Linked DNA regions of Astyanax mexicanus: region 1 is linked to region 2. A link is a contact called in public Hi-C data. All regions are on one chromosome and are shown on one strand. Each heading gives the region's core, a stretch centred on a gene start, on an enhancer-like site or on the middle of the called end of the contact. The rest is flanking DNA. Distances are from core to core; before and after follow the strand shown. Region 1 holds the start of tex55 (testis expressed 55). Region 2 has its middle 20 kb from the start of LOC111191413.

Region 1 (3,401 bases), core at 557-3,056, 56 kb before region 2:
GTTTTGCAAATATTGTGCATTAAAATAATATAATAGTATTTTATCACGTTAAGACATTATCAATTCCAGGATCAGAACTGTTGGGTATAAACTCTGAGTATACACTTCAATCAGAACAATAATTATAAAGACTTAAGAGTATATACTGTTTAATAAATATACTCTTCTATAGCTATGCATTGTTGTCCCGATACTTATGGATTAACCCTTTTATATATATTTTTGTTTTCGAGTGTTTTCTTGCACAGAACACTAATTGAGACGTGTTGTTAATCAGAACAGATAATATAATATGAGATAAATGAGCCGATAAAAAAGTTTATAAGCCAATTAAACAATAGGTTAACTCTGCCAAAAAGCCAAAGAGGCTAATTAAAATAGATAGAATAGACAGTAGACATAGAAAACACTAGTTTAGTTATTTTAGTTAAGTGAATTAAATGTTAATATAGATTTTACATCATAATCATAATATTAGAGTCTTCCTTTGTGTGCATTACAGACAGAAAACTTTATTATTTAACATTATTATTATTATTAAATTCATATTTTTCCATCACTGGCACATAATTCAGGTCTGAAAGGGTTAAGAAGACAAATGTTGTAACGTAACAGGATAGGGCTGGAAATTTGAGATGTTACACACTAAAAAACAGAAGTACCATATAAGTATTTCTTGTACTTAAAAGTACACTTTTCATACTTGTACTCTCAAAGGTATAATATTGTTTTTATAGGGTCAAATATGTTTCCTCTGAAGTAGAAAGTCTTTTTATAACAGCAGGAAACAAAGATTTGTACCATTTAAGCAGCTAAAAGGTACATTCGGTATTCTGTTTCACTGTACGAATAAACAATATATTTATGTATATATTTGATTTATACATTTTCCATATGAAAACCAGACAGTTTTGGATGATCATGTTTTTGACACATATTCATGAGATATTTAGAAGTCTTTCACTGAAAGGTACTCTATTGTACATATATATATATATATATAATATAAATATTGCTTAATTTCCTACATGATCAATAAAGTATCTATCTATCTATCTATCTATCTATCTAGCAACAAGCTTTTTACTCTTTTCAGAACAAATCTGTACTTATTTATTTTTTACTTATTCTTTGTGTGTTACTTCATTTGTATTAAACTGATCATCACCATGCTAACTAATATCACTATAATAATAAATAATAAGATGAAATAAATGTATTTTCTTACCTGGAATATCTGAAGGATGTTATGGCTTTCCAAATATCTTACAGAGCTCTGATAAGGGTCCACATGGGCCTGGGTGGGTCGGGCCGTTCGCACTGTTTCTGTTGTGTCTGAGTCCTCCATGCTCAGAAAGTAAAAAAAAAGAGAGAGATCTTTTGTCTGTGAAATGAAGAAAGAAATATAAATAATAATTAAAAAAAACCTTTCTTGTGAAGAAATTACAATTTCCTCTAATTTCCCAGCTAAAATAAATTTTAATTTGCTTGGGAAAAATTTTAACTAAACTAACAAACCTAAGAAACGAAACAAAAACACTCTACCAACTACACTACCCTACCTTTTAGAGGACTGTTCTGAGTTTAAGTCTGAATTAAACGCAAAAACTCGTAAGAAAAAGTGCGTAACTCGGTCAGTATCCTCAGTTTGGCTTTGAGGGGTTTGTTTTAACGTCTGAAAAGTCATCCCGTAACCCCTGGCAACCGCACGCGAGAGACTCGGGGGGTGACGTCATTTTCTGTTATGAGACACAATGGCAGCGACTGAATTTGGACCACTGTTTTTTTTTTTCCTTCACCCCTCTCGTATTCTCACAAGCCCCGCCCACATCTCGCTGCGATTGGTTCGTCGCTACGAGCCCCCTGCGCTGGGATTGGCTGTTACGTTCATCACGAGCAGCCCTTCGTTCTAAAGTATGAAAAAAAAAAGATGAACGTGAGGGACGGGGCGGGCGGGGCGGAGCTAACTGCGCATCAGGATTACAGAGCAACCAATAGGGACAGGGAGAGGGGCGGGGCTTGATCGGAAAACGGATGTTATTAAAAATTAACTCTATAACTATACGCGGTTTAATGCGGTGGTGGAAAACGTTCCGTCGTACTTCATGAGGATTTTTTTTTCATTTAATATTATTAATGTATGTAATGTATGATTTTTTCAAAAAGCTGTATGTAACTAGGAGTAGCGATTGTTGTTTTTTTTTATCAAGTTTTAATTATAATCTATATACTAATAATTTAAGTATAATCATTTTGTATAGTTTGAAAATTAACTCCTTTTCATGTTTTATTCTTATATTATATTTTATTTTCATTTTTATTGTTTTTTAATTCGTCTTTTCTTAGTATTTTTTCATCTTTAAAGCACTTAGAATGACTGTTGTATGAAAAGTACTATATGAATAAACTTGCCTGGCCTTGCCTTTTAACCTCCACCAACATCCACAACGTCCCAGCGCTGATACTTGATACTAGCGCCTAATAATGTTAAAAAATAATGAACTTGTGAAAAAAACACTGTTTTGTAATAATGTAGGTCAACGTGTCAACATAATAAGCTAAGCATTTTATATAAAATGTATGCATACAGAATGTAGTGTGTTTTGTATATAATGTAAAAACGGTCGATTAAAATAGGCTATTTATCATGATACATACAAAAATTAAAAGCAAGTCGTGCGTGGCTTATGAGAAAAATCATGAAAGGTGGGGCGGGGCTGACCGCACTTCAGGACGATCAATATCCAATCGCAGGTTGAGATGGGCGGGGCTTGGACTGTAAACGGGTGTTGAAAAAACATGAACACCACTGCTCGGTTTAGGCAGCGCTAATCCGACTGAAACGTCCCGTCGCACTTTATGAGGGTTTTCTTTTAAATTGTATAAAATTATACGCGCTTAATAATGTGGAAGCGTTATAGAGTCGTATAAACATTGTTTTGCGGTAATGTAGGTCAACGTGATAATATATAACATAATAGACAATTAATTAATAATAACAAAGCAGAATTGCAGTTCATAATTCATATCTAAACTAGGAACAGAAATATAGAATGATAATGATTAGTTATATTATAATGTAATATCGCTAATAAAAAAAATAAATTAATACATATATCATAAAATAAACAAAACAAATAAACAAGTTTTTTGTCTTTTTAAATTTTTTATATTATTTTTCCTATATATTAGTAATTTATTTTATATCAGCCGATTATTTTGGGGTTTCTTTCTGCCGCATTTTGCTGTAAAACGTGCGCGCGGTTACAGGCGGGCGGGGAAGCGGAGCGAAAACCCGGCGTTTCTGGGTTGCCGGTCGTCCTCAGCTGACATCACGGCCTACAGCGCGTGCACGTTATGTAGGGCAGACGGTGCTCGTGTCCCTCCGTGAACCCGGGCGG
Region 2 (3,353 bases), core at 209-2,708:
GGTTGGCTCAGGATGTCTCAGCTAACAGAGAATATTTAGAAGGACATTTAGAAGAACAGTTTTTTAAAAAAGGTTCCTGGAAAGTTAACTTTTACTGACTGAAGAAAGCTAAAAGTTTGATTTTGGACTAATTAGGTCCTTCTAATCCAAAATGGCAAGGATCATATTGAAAAAAGTTCCAGGGAAGTTAACATTTACTAACTATAAAAAGCTAAAAGTTTATTTTTTGATTAATTAGGTCCCTTTGATCCCAAATGGCAAGAATACTTTTTAAAAGCTTCCAGGAAAGTTAACTTTTGTTGACTGTAGAAAGCTAAAAGTTTGATTTCAGTGTCTATAGTGTTTGAAGTAAATTTTGTTAGCTAACAGAGAACATTAGAAGAACGTTTAGAAGAAACGTTTTAAAAAAAGGTTCCAGGAAAGTTAACATTTACAGAGTGTAAAAAGCTAAAAGTTTGATTTTGGACCAATTAGGTCATTCTGATCTCAAATGGCAAGGATCCTATTTAAAAGGTATCAGGAAAGTTAACATTTGCTGACTGTAGAAAGCTAAAAGTTTGATTTTAGTGTCTAAAGTGTTTGAAGTAACTTTTGTTAGCTGAGAGAGAACGTTTAGAAGAACAGTTTTTAAAAAAAGGTTATAGAAAGCTAAAAGTTTGTTTTTGGACTAATCCCTAACAGAGAAAGTTAGAAGAACAGTTTGAATTGTTCCTGGAAAATCAACATTTACTGACTGTAGAAAGCTAAAAGTTTGATTTTAGTGTCTTTAGTGTTTTAAGTAAATTTAGTTTGGCAGTGGTTGGCTCAAGTTTAAAAATTATGAAAATTATGAATAATAAGTATTCTCAAGTGCAGTGCAGTGGCCGCAACGACCGTTAAAAAACGTGACAGTGATGGAAATGGCACTAATCAGTATTGCCCCAGGCTGGGAGGGATAAGTTGAGCAGAGCAACACAGATAAGAGCACCTATCTAAATGCTTCTGTACATTTTTTTTAACACAGTTTTTAAGTTACTACATGATTCCTTATGTTTATATGTTTCTAAATATATACAATTTATTTACTGATTGTAGGAAAAAAAAAAAATACAAACACTGAACCGAGGAGACAGAAACAGACAGAGAGACAGAAAGAAAGATAGGATGTCCTCCATTTTGGAAAAAAGGGACGGGGGCTGAACTCGGCTGAAACGTGTTCACCCACGAAGAAGACGAGAAGAAAAAAGAAAAAGAGAGAGAGAAAAATAAAGAGAGAGAGAGAGAGAGCGGGATCTCAGGCAAGCAATAAAAGGAGACAGAGAGGGAAAAAAGGAGAAAAAAAAGAAAAACATGAAAAAAGAAAGAGAGAGAAAAGACAGAAAGAAAGAAGAAGAAAGAAAGAAGCTTCTATCAGGACGCTCGTTAATAACCAGGCTTTAGAGTTGGCAGCTGGCACAGGCTGAATCTGAAGCAGCCGAAAGCTGTTTAACCTGTCCTGCCGTTTGGCGACGGTTGGCTAAACACACACATACCAGCCAGGTACCAGGAATAGAAATAGAAAATAGAAGTAGAATAGAAATAGAACAGAGATTTAGAAATAGAAAAAGCCAGAAAATGTCTTTCCCCTGGCAACAGCGGCTGTACGGTTCTGTGGGAAGTGGCACCGGTTGGTAGTTTGGACTCTTGCCCTTTCACACACTTTTACCAGCCTGTTATCAAACATGCTTAGCGCTTAGCATTCAGCGCTAACAAACAAAACAGCCTGGAGAAAGTTCGTTGCGAGGCGTTACAGCAGTAAAGCATTAAAGTGATCGTTTGACCAAAAAATCAGATGTACCATAACCCATTTTAACCCTTTCCTGCCCTAAATGTTGGCTTGTTTGGCACCTCTTTTGCTAATTTTAGCAGGATATCCATAAAAATACCCCTCTGTATTAGCACGATGCTAATAATGAGAAATGACAAATGCCTCAAACCCGTGGCGTTTTCAGCATAATACTTTTGTTTGCTTTCCTATTTGGAACTGGGATTTAGCCAAAAATATATATAAAATTGTGAACCAAGTTTGCACTGCAAAAAACTAAATTTAAAATTTAAAGCAATCTAATTTCTAGCCAATACATCTTATTTTTTCCCTGATCATTTTGTTTAATTTAAGAATAATAATCATCATCAACCTTACTTATGAATTTGCATCTTATTTTAAGTCATTTAAACTTGAAATAAGCAACAACAAAAAAAATGACCAATCAAGTTACTCTGATTATTGTGTCCGAATGAAGCTTTCTTAGTTTGGCCAAAAAAAAATCACATGTACAAAAACCCATTTTAACCCATTCCTGCCCTAAATGTCGGCTTGTTTGGCTCTTGATTTGTTCATTTTTGCAGGATATCCCTAAAAAAATACCTCTCTGTATTAGCATGATGCTAACTGAATGCCTCAAACCCTTACTTTTATTTGCCAAATATTCAGTGCTTTCCTATTTGGAACTGGGATTCAGCCAAAAAAAAAGTAAGAATGTGAACCCATTTTGCACTGCAAAAAACAGTGAGTAAAATGATCTAATTTCTAGTCCATACATCTTATCTTTTCTCTGATGAGGAGTTTTGTTTTGTTTGCTTTGCTTATTTTAAGAATAATGATCAAAATCAGCCTTACATAGAATCTGCATCTTATTTTAAACTTGAAATGAGCAACAAAAAGTCACCAGTAAAGTGTTTCTGATTCTTGTGTTTAAATTAAGCTTTTAAGATTATGCTTGATTTTTGTCTTACTTTGCTCATTTTGAGACTTTTTAAACTGCATATTTTTGAAAGTTATTATTATTTTTTTTACATTTTCAGCTAAATACTTTTGTTTTCCAAATATCACAGCTTTCCTGTTTGTAACCGTTTTTTAGCCAATAAATTAGTGAAAAGAATGTGAACCGATTTTACACTGCAAAAAAGCAAAATCTTAGCAAGTAAAATTATCTAATTTCTAGGCAATACATGTTATTTTGTTCTCTGATAAGAATATTACTTGTTTTTGTAAGATTGTTTTGCTTATTTTAGGAATAGTGATCATAATCAGCCTAAGGTAGAGTTTGCATCTTATTTTAATAAGAATTAAGCTTTTAAGATTTTGCTTCATTTAAGTCTTACTTCGCTCATTTTAAGACTTTGGATTTTTAGAAATTATTTTGCAGAATCTATTGCTTTCATTTCCTTTACATTTTAGGTTTTTGCCATTGGATGTTTTTGCAGTGTGTTTTCTGATTTTTTTCACAAATTAAAAACACGACAATCTAAATCTTGATGTCCTCATTTTTGTCCATCTCTATAATTCAGATTAATCTAGTTTGTAAAGAACACAGGGTTTAAAGTGTCTCTAA

Evidence for each region. A called contact is a pair of places that touch in the nucleus more often than the background predicts.
Region 1: a contact with region 2 is called in a Hi-C map of blood, with 2.4 times the contacts expected there. The contact joins the promoter of tex55 here to the enhancer-like site in region 2. A contact is called at or near these places in 3 of 3 Hi-C or Micro-C datasets (blood and muscle).

What each region holds. Positions count from the first base shown.
Region 1 is chr1:3,333,917-3,337,317 of AstMex3_surface, reverse strand. It overlaps tex55 (testis expressed 55), which reads right to left and starts at 1,806. Exons shown (of 4, transcript XM_022666397.2): 1 at 1,563-1,806; 2 at 1,229-1,349. The coding sequence starts at 1,687.
Region 2 is chr1:3,277,851-3,281,203 of AstMex3_surface, reverse strand. No RefSeq gene overlaps it. Among protein-coding and RNA genes, the nearest start is that of LOC111191413, 20 kb to the left of the region's middle. Within about 2 kb of position 1,458, the one cell type or tissue checked has an H3K27ac peak away from gene starts, as active enhancers do.